Linked DNA regions of Xenopus tropicalis: region 1 is linked to region 2. Evidence: chromatin contacts called from public Hi-C data. All regions are on one chromosome and are shown on one strand. The core of a region is the stretch at or near the end of the contact, and the rest is flanking DNA. Distances in the headings are between cores, read along the strand shown. Region 1 has its middle 150 kb from the start of atp2b1. Region 2 holds the start of atp2b1 (ATPase, Ca++ transporting, plasma membrane 1).

What was found. Hi-C and Micro-C count contacts between places; a contact is called where the count stands out from the background.
Region 1: a Hi-C map of brain shows a contact between it and region 2, with 4 times the contacts expected there. The contact joins the enhancer-like site here to the promoter of atp2b1 in region 2. A contact is called at or near these places in 2 of 5 Hi-C or Micro-C datasets (brain and tailbud embryo).

Annotation. Positions count from the first base shown.
Region 1 is chr3:55,261,412-55,268,235 of UCB_Xtro_10.0, reverse strand. No RefSeq gene overlaps it. Among named protein-coding and RNA genes, the nearest start is that of atp2b1, 150 kb to the right of the region's middle. Within about 2 kb of position 4,660, at least 8 of the 11 cell types and tissues checked have an H3K27ac peak or open chromatin away from gene starts, as enhancers often do.
Region 2 is chr3:55,110,339-55,116,935 of UCB_Xtro_10.0, reverse strand. atp2b1 (ATPase, Ca++ transporting, plasma membrane 1) reads left to right here and starts at 1,810. Exons shown (of 21, transcript NM_001368122.1): 1 at 1,810-2,423.

The DNA.
Region 1 (6,824 bases), core at 3,411-5,910, 150 kb before region 2:
TTCCAGGGGAAAATACTTAATAGGTGATGGCGGGCGCTCCAGTAAGGTGGAGGCGCTTTGATATTTACGGTTTGGCGGTGCATCCTCTGGGCAAGGATGCTTTACGGCTAGTGGATATGGCTTCAGGTAAGGAAGGGCAGACTAACAGGGGCTCATGTGATTTGGAGGGTATACATGTTCACAATATTTGCAAGGTTTACCATGTTTTTATATTACTGTTAAAATGTTGTAATGAGAATTTGGATTTGTATATTATTAAACTGGAATGTTCTGGAATGTTATTGCTGAAAACTAATAAAGCTGTGGCCATTTTCATTCCAAAATGATAGTGTCACGCATTTTATTGGGCAGAGAGTTTAGAATGAGAATGCAATGGGTTATGCCTGGGTTAACATGCAAGTCTAACATGAACTGACCATGTAGCGATAAGGCCCATTTCGTACCCTTCCCCAAGACCACTAACCTCTCTCGTATACATTTATTAAAATTTTCTTTGTTTTAAACTCCCCCTTTACAATTATAAGCATAAAAAAGACCACAGCGATTTATTAAATATTTAAAAAATAAATAACAATTTCCTTTTATAACTAACATAATTTACCTGTCTAACCAAACATAGGACATAATTATAATAGCAAGTGGCTCATGGAACTGACAATCTGACATTAATCCTTATGTACTGTTGTACCCATCTCTACTCAGGGAGCTCCATTCGCTAGCCGCAACTCCACCCACCCCACTCCCCATCATGCATGACTCCACTACCTTCTTTCTGAAAAAAAATTGTTAATCCTGCACACACTGGGGTCCCCCAATATACCACCAGGAGGTTACCACCAGCTGCTAACCTACCCCAACTTTTTGATGTTTCCAATGAGCCACCGCCCCCCTCCCTAGCAGTGACATTTAACACTACTTTGGCCCATAATCCATGAGAAGGAGTTACCTTTAACAACTGGTATACCATAAGGGTGGAAGGGAGATTTTCTGTCCCCCCATTCTCTGGAAGCAAGCACAGCATCTCTGGCAGCAAGCTGGAGAAGACAGAAAGTGCCATGATGTCACCACCGCTCAACGTTTCTTCCCCAGCCTGCTCTAAGCTAATTTTTTTTTTGTGGAAGGAGCACTCTTGGCTGTCCCCTTAAACTAAGATTTTATGGCATTTAAAAATGTATTGGTTGAGGAGAACTTTCCACCTCATATAAAACAAGAGCTGGGCAAAGGACCAATGCTTTGGTCAGGGTGACATTGGTCATGGTGAAGTACTAATGTACTTCATTGTTCTGTGTGTTTGTTTTAATTCATAGTATAACTCCGTTTCTATTCATAATAATGTCATTACTAAAAATGTTAAGGTACTTTCATGAAAACATGATACTGCCAAGTAGGCATACCTGCTAAAAGGCCGGGTTTCCCCAAGCTTTATAACTATATGTCGCACAGGGATTTTATGATCTGCATGAAACTGAAATGAAATTTACAGGCCTATTACAAAGCATGCTAACAGCATTTTAGAGTGCTTTTTAAAAATATTCCCACAGACTTCAGCAAAAGGCAATGCCAAGCCAACTATTTCTGTTTTCATCAGTCTGCATTAGTCAGAAGGATTATTTCTTTCTTAATAAAGAAGGAAAAAATAAAAAAGGATATTTATTTTAATAGCAGTTTTGTCTCCAGTGTCTGTGACTCAGGAAACACCACGGGAGGGACAGCTAAATAAAACCCCACACTGAGAATCTTATTAATATTTTCGATTTGTTTAGTCTTAGCCTATTAACTGTACCGCCGACTGAACATTATAAAACAGTTTGAGAATCCAAAATCTGCAAAGCATGCTTATGATAAGCCAGAAGAAGAAAAGAAAATAAGAACTATTTACCTAACAAAGTGAAATGATCACATTGTGCTAGTCACTGAGCACTGTAATCAAGTTCACTTCTCACAATGCTTGGGTTATATAGAGCACTCAACAAAAGATAGTAATTATCAGCTGCCACGGCTCCAAACTGTTACGTTCCCTGTGCTTTTGCAAGGTTTTGTCAGCTTATAATCTGAAAAGCAAATTAGAACCATTTTAGGAATATTTGTAAGACAAACAGAGTCATTTAGGAATATATTTGCCCATATGTTGAAACACATGCAGTTCAAGAGTCTTGTATCATTAAGTAGTAATGATATGGTGAGTATTTATTTTTTATATGTATTTATCTAATTTGCTATTGTAAACATAAATTCAATGCTATTTTACATTTCTACATTTTTGATCCACTGTCATAATTATGTTTTTCCACCTTTGGACTGAATTGCTGAGAGACTGGCAGAGCCAAACCTGGGGCCTTACCTGCCCCATCTAGGCCCTCCCATCCTGGGGACTTATAACAGCAAATGACTGCCCTCAGGTCACATGGCTTCCTAATGGACATTGCTAATGCCACACTTTTTTACACTTTTGATGAAAAGGTAGCCTCCTTAGCACAGAGGTACAATAAATGGTAAAAAGATGAGTAATACAAATAGCTGCTCCTTTCTTATACTGAATTATGTGCAGTGTTTGTGTACTGGAGCACTTATCTGTATGCATATATCTGTTGCCTGTCGGAATTCTTGTGCATGAGACTGCAGTGTTAGAAAGTTTGTGTTGCCTAGGCTTCATTTATGTTAATGTGACCAGATTAACTCATTTAAATGGAGACACATAAAAAAACACCTAATAGGCAGCAATGATTTTATTACACATATGCAATGCTGACATAATCAAATAAAAATATATGTTTATTTGACCTATATAGGTTAAGACAGATTTTACTTTGACTCTCCTCTTTGTGGTTGTCAACTGGTTCCAATGGTAATGACTTTTCAGGTGGATTATTTCACTGGGATGTAAGCACATTGACAGGGAACCAAGACACACAGGATGAACCCATTCACCATGATATAGCCTCTGAGCTGAATGTATTTATTTTTCATATACTGTATATATAAATACACGTGAAAGCAGGTACTCACGTAAAAAGTCAGTAATTATGCCTGGGTGAAGTCCAACTGTAGCATCGTAAAAATTCAGAAGAAAGGTGCCGCACTTGTGGAGGCAGCCAAAACATTTGACCTAAATAAAACCTTTTTGCTTTTCTTAAAACCTGTGAGAGAGGCACCTTTCTTCTGAAGTTATATATATACAGTATATATATAATATATATATATATGTTACAGTTAAGTTATTAGTTACCTCCTAACTGACCTGCCCCACCCAGTTACTCTAAAAAAATACTAAAAAAAAACCCAACCCACTTACTGATAAGCCTTGTCCACCTCATCCATGGCACAGGACTGTGCTAAAACAATCTTCAGTCATTTTTAGCATTGTGTAAAATTACAAAATTAACTGAATGTTTTTATTCGTCCAACCTCAAGAGGAACACATTTAAAAAAACCTTTTAACACATCCAGGTTACAATTTGAATCATGATCCTTTGCTCTGCTCCACTTATATCTGACCATTTGGTATCTGACTGGTATTCAAATTAGGCCCTGACATTTGGTACACAGAGACCCAAACAGCCCCCCAGCAGCCTAATAAATAGTGTCTGTCTATCTTTGGCATCTTACAGCAGCCCCTCTGGCTTGGCCTTGGACACCTTGAAATATATATTTTTAGCCCTGGTTCTGGTTATTTGGCACATGAGTACCTAGATATAACTTAGCCACAGTATATAAAACATTGTATTTGCACTGAAAACCCTTTCTTTCCAGGCTAATAGCAATTCACAAACATGTTACTTACACTTTGAAATAAGCATGGTTTCTTTTTTTTAAATTCACTGTTATCACCAAGACTTGAAGATAGCAAGAAGGAAATGATTGTTACTGAAACCTGTACCAAAAGTTTGCACATGGAAAGCTTGCTTATTAAAGTCTATAGAAACCATTCAATATATCAAGTGCAAGTGAGTTACTATGACACCACTGCATTGTATCGAGCCACTCATTTTATTTTATGAGACATTCCAAACCTGCATCTTTTCCAAAAGCTTGAACAAAATTTAAGAGGTTTTCTTCAGCACTTTGTCTTTTGAAGTAGTTCAATACTGTATTTTGAAACTGCATTCATAGCTGTGGCATGTAGTATGGCTTGAGGCATGAAACGTTCCTAATGACACAATTAAATCAATGGCTGTTGTGTCAATACTTACCACAATAAAAGAATGAATAACAAAGCCAGATAAAAGAAGTAAAAAAAATAGAGTGACTAACAATAACTACTTGCAGTACTTACTCTTAACAGAAGTAAAAGCAATGAAAAACAACTTCAAAGTATGTTTGTTAACTAACAAACCACTTGCACCCTTTGTGCCTAACTGCAGATTCTCTCTTCTTTTGTGAGTACAAAATGCACACTCCATAATTACAAACCTAAAATAATGGCACATATTTAGAAATAAACTCACTTGAAAAACAAAACTCTCTCCAGAAAGGCTGGAGAGATCTTGAGATCTTATACGTTCAACCTTTTCACTTCTGTAAATAAATTGTTCTGTTTGCGCTGAATTGCAAAGGAGTTAATAGGTTAATGCCTGTTGGTCATATGGATTTCCTGACCTTGAAGTTAAGAGCGTTCTAATTATACATGCTAGAGAAACTGTTAGGCAGAGGTGTATTATGAGACAGATCCACAGGGTGATGCTGTGCTTCCAAGCGTAGGAGGTGAATATTACACCCAGGGTAATACCTGTAAAACTGAGCCAAAAATGTTAATGTCTATAAAGAGAGACATGTACAAGCATATGTTTGCTAGGATCTAGGGAGAGGAAGTCAGGACTAATTGCAGCCGTGAGGATTCAGAGCACAAACACTGAATAACAGAGTAGATCTTCTGACAACAAAAATATAGTGACGAATGCTTAGAATCAAGTTATTCTGACACCAAATGGCATGTTGTAACATTAACAGATACAGTAAAAGCTTCTTTCTAACTTGGCTAGCCATGCTATCAACTTCATTTCCCTCTGCTCTTTTAAGTGTTTCCATTTTAACATTCAAATCTATCATGCAACCACATTAAAATAACATCCATCACATTCAGCGACCACAAAAACTTCACATACCATTTATACAGCAGTATCTTAAACTCATCTCTATACCATTACAAACAACCTTACCCATCATAATGTGCTTTGCGCCTGAAGCTCCTCGTGATATGCACAGTCATCAGATTCACCACAGATTCCTGGCAGCAGACTATAAAACTTCAAAATTACCTTGTTCTGTAGAGTCAGTTCTACCCATTACATCTTTTTTAAAGGAGAATGCAAGTCAAAATTTAAAAATCATACTGCCCAATAGTCCTCCTATTGTTTAGTAAAAAAGCCACACTTTTGGCTCACCTAATCAAATATTTACTCAGTCACACTTACTTCACATTTTCTAGAACAGGCAGCCATCTCTAAAAAGGTATTCTCCCTTCCTTTCCCTCCTTGCTTCATACTGCACATGTGTTTCATTCCCTCCCCCCTCCCCTCTGCCAGATCCGCTTCTGATTGGCTGGTGGGCATGTGTAGCTCAGAACAGGAGACAGGATCAAGTTACACACATGCTCAGAGAATAGGAATGGCATTCCACAGGAAGGGGAGAGAGATTTCACTGATGTTACTGGAGTCTTCACACTGCTGTAGGCTGCCAGCACCATATCTCAGAGAAGCAAGCAGGGTTCTGGGAATTTAGATATGCAGTAAGTACTTAAAAAGAATGCCTTTAGACTTAGGAGGATTCAGTGTGACAAGACTTTTCTGTGACTTTTTCCCACACAGACTTTTTTTAGTTCAGACTTTTTAGTAAATGTCAGACATTCATGGAAATGAGTTTGTTCAAAGTTTTACTAAATCTGCTCCTAATTCTCTTTCCATTTTTTTCTCAGCCACACTTACAAAATGTACAATTTCTCTACGAGTCAGATTTAAATTCACATTTTTAATGCAATTCAAGATGTTCACAGCAAAAATACATATTTATTAAGAACAAAAAACTTTAAAACCTAAATAACAGAATTCATCACTCAAAAGCTGACAAGTACCTGCAGAAGTCAATGGGACTTGTACTTAAAATACCGGAGCTTTTTTTCAAATCGAGTTCTCAAGTTTGATTTGAAATTTGTCAAACTGATTCATATAATGGGTAGAATATGATGTCACTGTGCTCAAGTTGACTTTTTACCTTTTTAAGCGATCAAGTTTTTGAGCCTTGTGTTGTTTTAGATATTAATGCGCATCTGAGAATTTTATGTTTTCTCGAAAATTTGTATTTTTAGATATCTGCTTTTAAATATTTGCAAAAATGATTACAATAACGTACATGTTTGTAGGTATTTTATCTGTTTTATGTATCTATTTATTGCGAATCATTTGCAGTTTGGCAGAGGCAAGTATGTATTTATTCTGCTAATCGACCCCTTTGCAACTGTTCTTAGGGCAAACTATAGCATCCTCTCAGCCCTAGAAAAACCAACCTGGTTAGGGTGAAAAAGTCTAAAAGGAGATAAAGAGTCCTTCAGAATGCAAAAAATTCATTATTGAAGTCTCCTGAAAAGAGAACGTATTCACATGCCTTTCACATTTCAGAAGGCTTTTAATTGCATGTATAACATCCTCTGACATAATGTCCAATGTTCAAGGGTGTAACGAAACTCTTGGCCTTGTCAAAGACTGATGCTACATCTTCTATTTATAGTCTGCATACCTCACAACTGGCACCTCTTCACCACTGTTATCCCAGCTGCATTGGACTCCCTTTTTTCTGGTTTAGAATAATGTCAAAGAGATATATCAGTGTTC
Region 2 (6,597 bases), core at 561-3,060:
ATTGTTTTTTGCAAAGTAGTTATGCACCAATCCAGAACATTACAATAAAGAATTAAAAGATTATATTAGTATACAAAGCATGGTTTCTAATAAGCTTTTTAGCTCATAGATATAAAGTCATTCCACCTTTTTTTCCCCCCAAGCACATGCATTCAGTATACACTGCATATATTTTTCTATAAACTGAACTATAACTAGTATGTTTTTGCATATATATTTTACACCTTAGGATAATGTCAAGCACAAAATCGGTTGTTACAAAAATTGATTTATAACATGATGAAAAAAAGGACAAAAATAAATTGGAAATATATTACATTCTCCTTTCTGCCCTCCTATCTCATACTTTTGTGGGTTTCCTTTGAGTACTCCAGTTACCTGGCTCCTAATAAAGGTAACTAAAATGAGTATCAATCTGATAGGGACAAGGGGGCAGGGATCGACGTGTATAATGTAAAATCTGTGAAGCAATACAAAACATATGGGTGCTATATAAATAAGAGAAGATAATAATCTGTCAGATATCTTCTTTAAAAATAGCTTTGGTATTAGTTGGGATTACTCCACGTGCTCAGGTGATAGGTTTGTCTCTTGGCCATTAACTTATCTTCTTCAAGCATTTGTAATTTAACTATCCTTCTTTGTTTCATTCAGTATTTTAGTTTTCTGTTCAGCACAACAGTAGGCATAACAAGATAGAAGAGTTTAATATTATTATTACATATGCAGGAGAAAGAAGGCAGGCCTTTGTATACTAGGAAATATAACCCAACAAATCACAAAGTCCTTATTTTAAATGGGGTGCACACAACAGAATGTGTTCATATTCATATACCTTGAATCTCAAATGTGTAAGGACTGCAGCACAACAGCAGTGCTTACAAATTTCTACTAGGAAACATGCAAACATAACAGTGTCTACAGTAATTTACTAACCCCCTACTTAGATTGTTAGCTCTACAGGACAGAGATCTCATTCCACAGGAGTTGCAGAGCTAAAATAAATAATACATAGTGAATCATTACAAGCAGTGACGTAACTACTAGAAGATACCTAGGTCCACAGGGAAATAAATAAGACATGAAACTTCTCATTAGTTAGTCCCCTATTTCTACTGGGTCCCCTAATATAACAGGTTCTACTTCTTCTATAGATTTATTTTATTAACACAACATCCTCTACACGCTTGCTACACAGGTTATAACTCCTCTACATATAGAGGAGTTATGTAGAGGATATATATATATATATCCTCTACAGCTTTACGCTCAGCCCCACTTGCTAAGCGTTTGGCACTCACTGAAACACAAAACTGGAGACACAATCGTACTGACAAATTCCCCGTACTTCTCCAAACATGAATAGCAAACTGCGCAGTTTGCGCCCTCATACTAAAGCAACAGTTGTTGCCGCAAATTAAAATCCCAACAAAACCAGCCGCAATAGCGAGTGACTCGACACCTGCCAAAACACCGCCTGACACCAACAATCACAGAGCTCATAAAGCGGAACCCTCGCCTATTTATATATACAATGTCCAGTGCGACGTCATGGAAAGAAGTACGTCAGAGCCAATTAGGCAAGAGGAATTGCCTGGGTGGGCGAGGCTTAGGAAGAAGGCCGGGTATGCGCGCACCTCCTAAGCTTGGTCCAGGGCGCGAACCAATGTCCAAGCGGAGACGCTGAAGAGGACGGAAACGTCACAACCCGGTGAGCGAGTGCCCGCTAAGCGTCGACCCGAATCACGTGACGCCCGGGGGCATATCGGTGAGGGGAGGAGTAGGCAGATCCGTTGGGAGGAGATTGAGGTAGTGGGCTGAAATAAAGAAATGAATAAAATAAGCAGGGGCGAGGAATAGAAATTAAATAAGCAAGAGGGCACCGTACTCATTGGGCATCCCCTCCTCCCGCACGCTCCTCCCAGCGCAGTGACATTGCCAGCCGGGTCCCAGAGGAGTTCCCTTTCTCGGCTGCCTGTTCTTAGTATGGGTGCGGGGGTGAGTTGGGTGCTTAGTGTGTGAGGCGCATGAGTGAGTGCATATCGGCAGCCGCACGCTCTTTTCTTCATCTTGGCGATTTTGTTCCACGGATTCTAAACTGCCTCCTGCTGCTGCTGCTGCTCGGATGGCTGCCTAGTCCCGCTCTGGAGGGAGGCCACTGGGATTGTACCAATTCTCCCTTTTGGTTTCAGTCAGGTCCCTTATCACCGGGGCTTCCCCTCCTCCTCCTCATCTCCTTGATCACCACTCCCCTGTCCCCTCCCTCTGCGCCCCCACCCCCCCCATCGCTCCGGCTTCACTCGCAGCTCCCGGCCACTGCCACCAACTGCCGCCTGCAAGTCAAGCACCCAGGGGCCGGGGAGGGGAAGACCATGCTGTGAGGGGAGCCAGTCCTGCTTCTCCGTCTGCACCGCCCAACTCAGGTAAGCGGCACCTAACGGAGCCAGTGGCCGCTAGGTCTCCTCCATATTTTTCTGCCCTTGTGCTTCTGGGCAGGTGCCCTGCTGCTCTGCCCTTTGCACTCCAGCCCTTCCACCTGTGGCAGAACCGTGGCTCTGAGCATTCATTCGCGGGGGTTGTAATTAGCTTGCGGAGCCGCAGGTGAAAGAGCTCTGCTTCATGGCTCTCTTGGTTTGTGAGAGAGAAAGCTAGCTCTGCACCAATCTCCAGCCTGCAGGGACAGGATTACAGGGCAGCTCTTGGCTCCTGCTGGATTGGCACCGGCCCTAGGGAGGACGTCATTTTATGTGAGTGGGTAACAAAGGGATATGCCTTGTGGGTGCCACCAGTTTCATTTCTTGGCATCCGGTACTTAATGTGTCTCTGCCCTGCTGTGACCTTGACTTCCCTCAGTAAAGAGGTTTGAGGGGAGCAGGCTTCTTGATTTTGCACCCTGATGGACCCCCCCCCCCTTCTACTGAATGGTAACAAAGATGCAAGAGCTGGATTAGTCTGTCTGCTTCCATCTGACAAAGGCAGATGAGTCTATGAGCCAGGATGGTGACAGGCAGTGCAAGCTCACAGCACCTTCCTGCACCTTGCAAGCTGTCACTTCATACTTGCCAGTATCTGAAATTCATTTCCAGGGACAGTTGGCTGATGTGCCATATGGGGCTCGCTGTAAGTGGGCATAGTGTGTGTGCCACCTGCCATATATGACAAATCTCATTTAGAAATCGTAGTTCAGTTCTGTTTAAAAAGCAAAATTTGCTAAATGGCATAGAGGGAGAACTGCCACCTAAATTTGCATTAAGGTAAGCATGAAAATTCATTTTCCTGCATTTAGGCAGTTTGTCGTGGAGCTGTCCTTTGTGATTTGGGAGTGTTGGTATCTATGTGCTCTACGCTTTGCCGTTTACATGGATTTATTTATGTTACTGAGCAGGGATATCCAACCTGTGGCCCTCCTTTCAGCACTGGCTCTTAGAGGTTGCAGGTATTGTAATACTAAAACAGTCATTCCGACATCCATGGTACAGAGCAACAGATTTATGTTATCAGTAAGCTGCTGATCTGAACCGCCTGTGCAAAGCATACTAGTACATCGCTCTGGAGATGCTATTTTTGCACTCGTAAATCCCTAATTGCAAGGCAAGTGTTAGATGATTAAACTGGTTATACTATGTATCTTTCATAGTTTGCTGTGTTTTCCTCTAGACTGTATTATAAGGGAAAAAAGGCTTAAAATATTGCTTAAAAAGTCATCAAAGCAGAGATGGTGTTTGAATGTTTTTGCATGTGTTGATTAAATATCTGGGATTATGACACCGGCTGCTTACTACATCAGAAGGCTAGCCTTCATGTGCTTTATTCCAGGGACTCTCCACTTTGAGTTGGACTTCCCCATCACATGGTTTATTTCTGCCAGAATGTAGTTTGTGTGACTTTGTGGTCTAGTTATATATGTCTGATCCGTAATATGCAGCCATGATGGACAACTGTCTTAGAACAATAAGATCTGTGCAATTGTTGTTACGCTTGCATTCCTTTCAGATATTTGTCCAGACTGCTTATAACTTGTGTATGTGACCTACTAAAAAAAGCCTGTTTTGTCATACAGAAAAAAGTTAAATGGTAATTTTTCGCAAATGCTCTGTTCTTCTGGATCATTAGACCAACACCATTCAATTTACCTCTTTGAAATCCTGTTTATAATTTTTAATTATTTTAAATGTTAAAGCAAAAGTATGTATGAAGTGTATGTATTTTGAAATAGTTCAGCAGCCCAAGGTCTTCCTTCAGTCTCTTTGCCTTTTAATCTAAAGGTCTCCCCCCCCCCTCCAATATTTCTGAAAGGCAAGCATGGAATGGGAGAGGTGAAGCCGTAGGCTCTGTAATCATGTAGATTTCATTTTAAAAATAGCGCAGAGGGATTTTCTACAAATTGCAGATTACAATCAAGAGGTCAAATGTCAGGAAGTGCCCAGTTGTAGAATTGTTGCCTGGGACTTAACAGTATTTCCCGAGTTTGTGTGGCTAATTTATTTATTTTCCTTATTGAAGTTGTCTCCTGTACTTATTCAGATGCTTTTTTCTCTGTCAGCCATTAATTCCTCAGGTGATCAGTTCTGGTTAGCTTTGATCTGTTGCCTTTGATGCTAGTCTTTGTAATCCTTGACTTTTTCTGTGGTGGTAGATTTAGTCCTTCAGAGTGGTTTTGATGGCACTTAATTATATATTGTAGTTTTAACATATGTCCTCATGAAGGGACCTGATTGCATAGTTGTTCCACTTTTATTGTTATATGGGAAATAAAAAGTACATTTCTGCTATCATTATCTTTGCAGGCTGACTTCTTTAAGCTAAGACTTTCCTTTTTAAAGGGTCCCTCCACAAATGTAGTTTGTACAATGTCATTCAAAGCAACTGCCCAGTATGGATATTAATTATACTTTAAAAGTGGTTTTGGAGTTTTTTAAAAAAAAAAAAGGTCATTGCTGTTAAAAGGAGTATCTAAATATTTATATTCTCTGCACTTCTGGCTCTGACTCCTGAAACAATATTGCAAGCCAAATTATTAAAACTAATATAAAAAGACCTGAAAGAGACCTTATTCTTTTTACATTGTTTAAAATTCAAATACAGAGAATAGAACAGAATGGCACTGTTTTCAATAGCAATTATAAAAATGAAATTAAAAAAAGTTTTTCGATATGCCTTTTTTACTGTAGTATAACAGCTGTTGTTTTGTTATGGAAAGTAGAGCTGATTTGTAAATGCCCAGGGACTTTTAGGTCTTCACCATAAAGAACACATGCCACCTTTAAAAAACAGCTAATTTATTATTACAAAGGAGTTGTAAAGAAGTGTCCTGGGCTTTGCATCTCTTTATATGGCTGCAGTTTGGGCATTGCTGGAGAAAATGCTTGTCCTCTGAGATTTAACTGTTCATATTTATACAGCTTTATGACTTGCATAAGGCACTGCTTACGTGTTAGTATATTTGTAAATAATTATCATTCACATAGGAGCATATATTTATATATCATATACATGCACACATCAGAGGGTAGTACTCCTGGCCTGTACCATTATGGAATAATTGCCTGGCTGAAATAAGTTTTAATTAAATAATAAAGTCTGTTCGAAAGATAGAAAGAGACCCACATTTTTTGGAACTGTCATAATGTTTTGCATTAAAGCTAATGGGAATGGATAGGTTTGTGGCACACTTAGGCATCTATTACTAAGTAATGGAAAGGTACTCATTTCAAATGATCTTCCTGCGAAGGAGCAATAAACACTCCTGTCTCCATTATCTGTAATGGGAGTTAAAGTGTTTTACTGTATAAATATATGAATACAGGTATGGGATCCCTTATCTGGAAACCTGTTATCCAGAAAGTTCCATATTATGGAAAGGCCTTCTCCCATAGACTCCATTACAACCAAATAATTCTAATTTTTAAAAATGATTTCATTTTTCTCTAATAATAAAAAAGTACCTTGTACCTCATCTCAATTAAGATATAATGATTCCTTTTTGGAGGCAAAACAATCCTATTTAGTTTATTCAATATTTAAACGATTTTAACAGACTTAAGTTATGGAGATCCAAATTATGGAAAGATACCTTATCCGGAAAACCCCAGGTCCTGAGCATTCTGGATAATAGGTCCCATACCTGTATATTCTTTACAGTACTCTTGGTAACTGTCATCTCAGTTTAAATTGGGATTTATTAACCACTAGGCCGAGGCCTAGTCAAATGATCCATGATGAATCCAGTGAAATTTTCTTCTGCTGCAGAAAAAAAAACAATTAAAATTGATGCATATTTATATATTTATACATATTGTTTGTAGTTGGTGCAGGAAGCGGTGTCTAGCCTCATGCCATGTGCCCACAAGCGGTTTTTTGCTGACCTCATTACTTGCCTTTCTTTCTACCTTTTTGTTACAGTATCCTTTTGTTTCAGAACAGTGTGGTTAGCTTGTATCGTGTTGCAAGTTAGGAACTTCTGACATCAGATGGTGTGTGACAGAAATAGAGCTGATGTTGCTTAAGAGGCCATTGATGTATATTCTAAATATCTTTGGTATTAATGGGCATGCACTTAAATAACAGTTTTGATGAAACTACCATTTATCCAGTCTG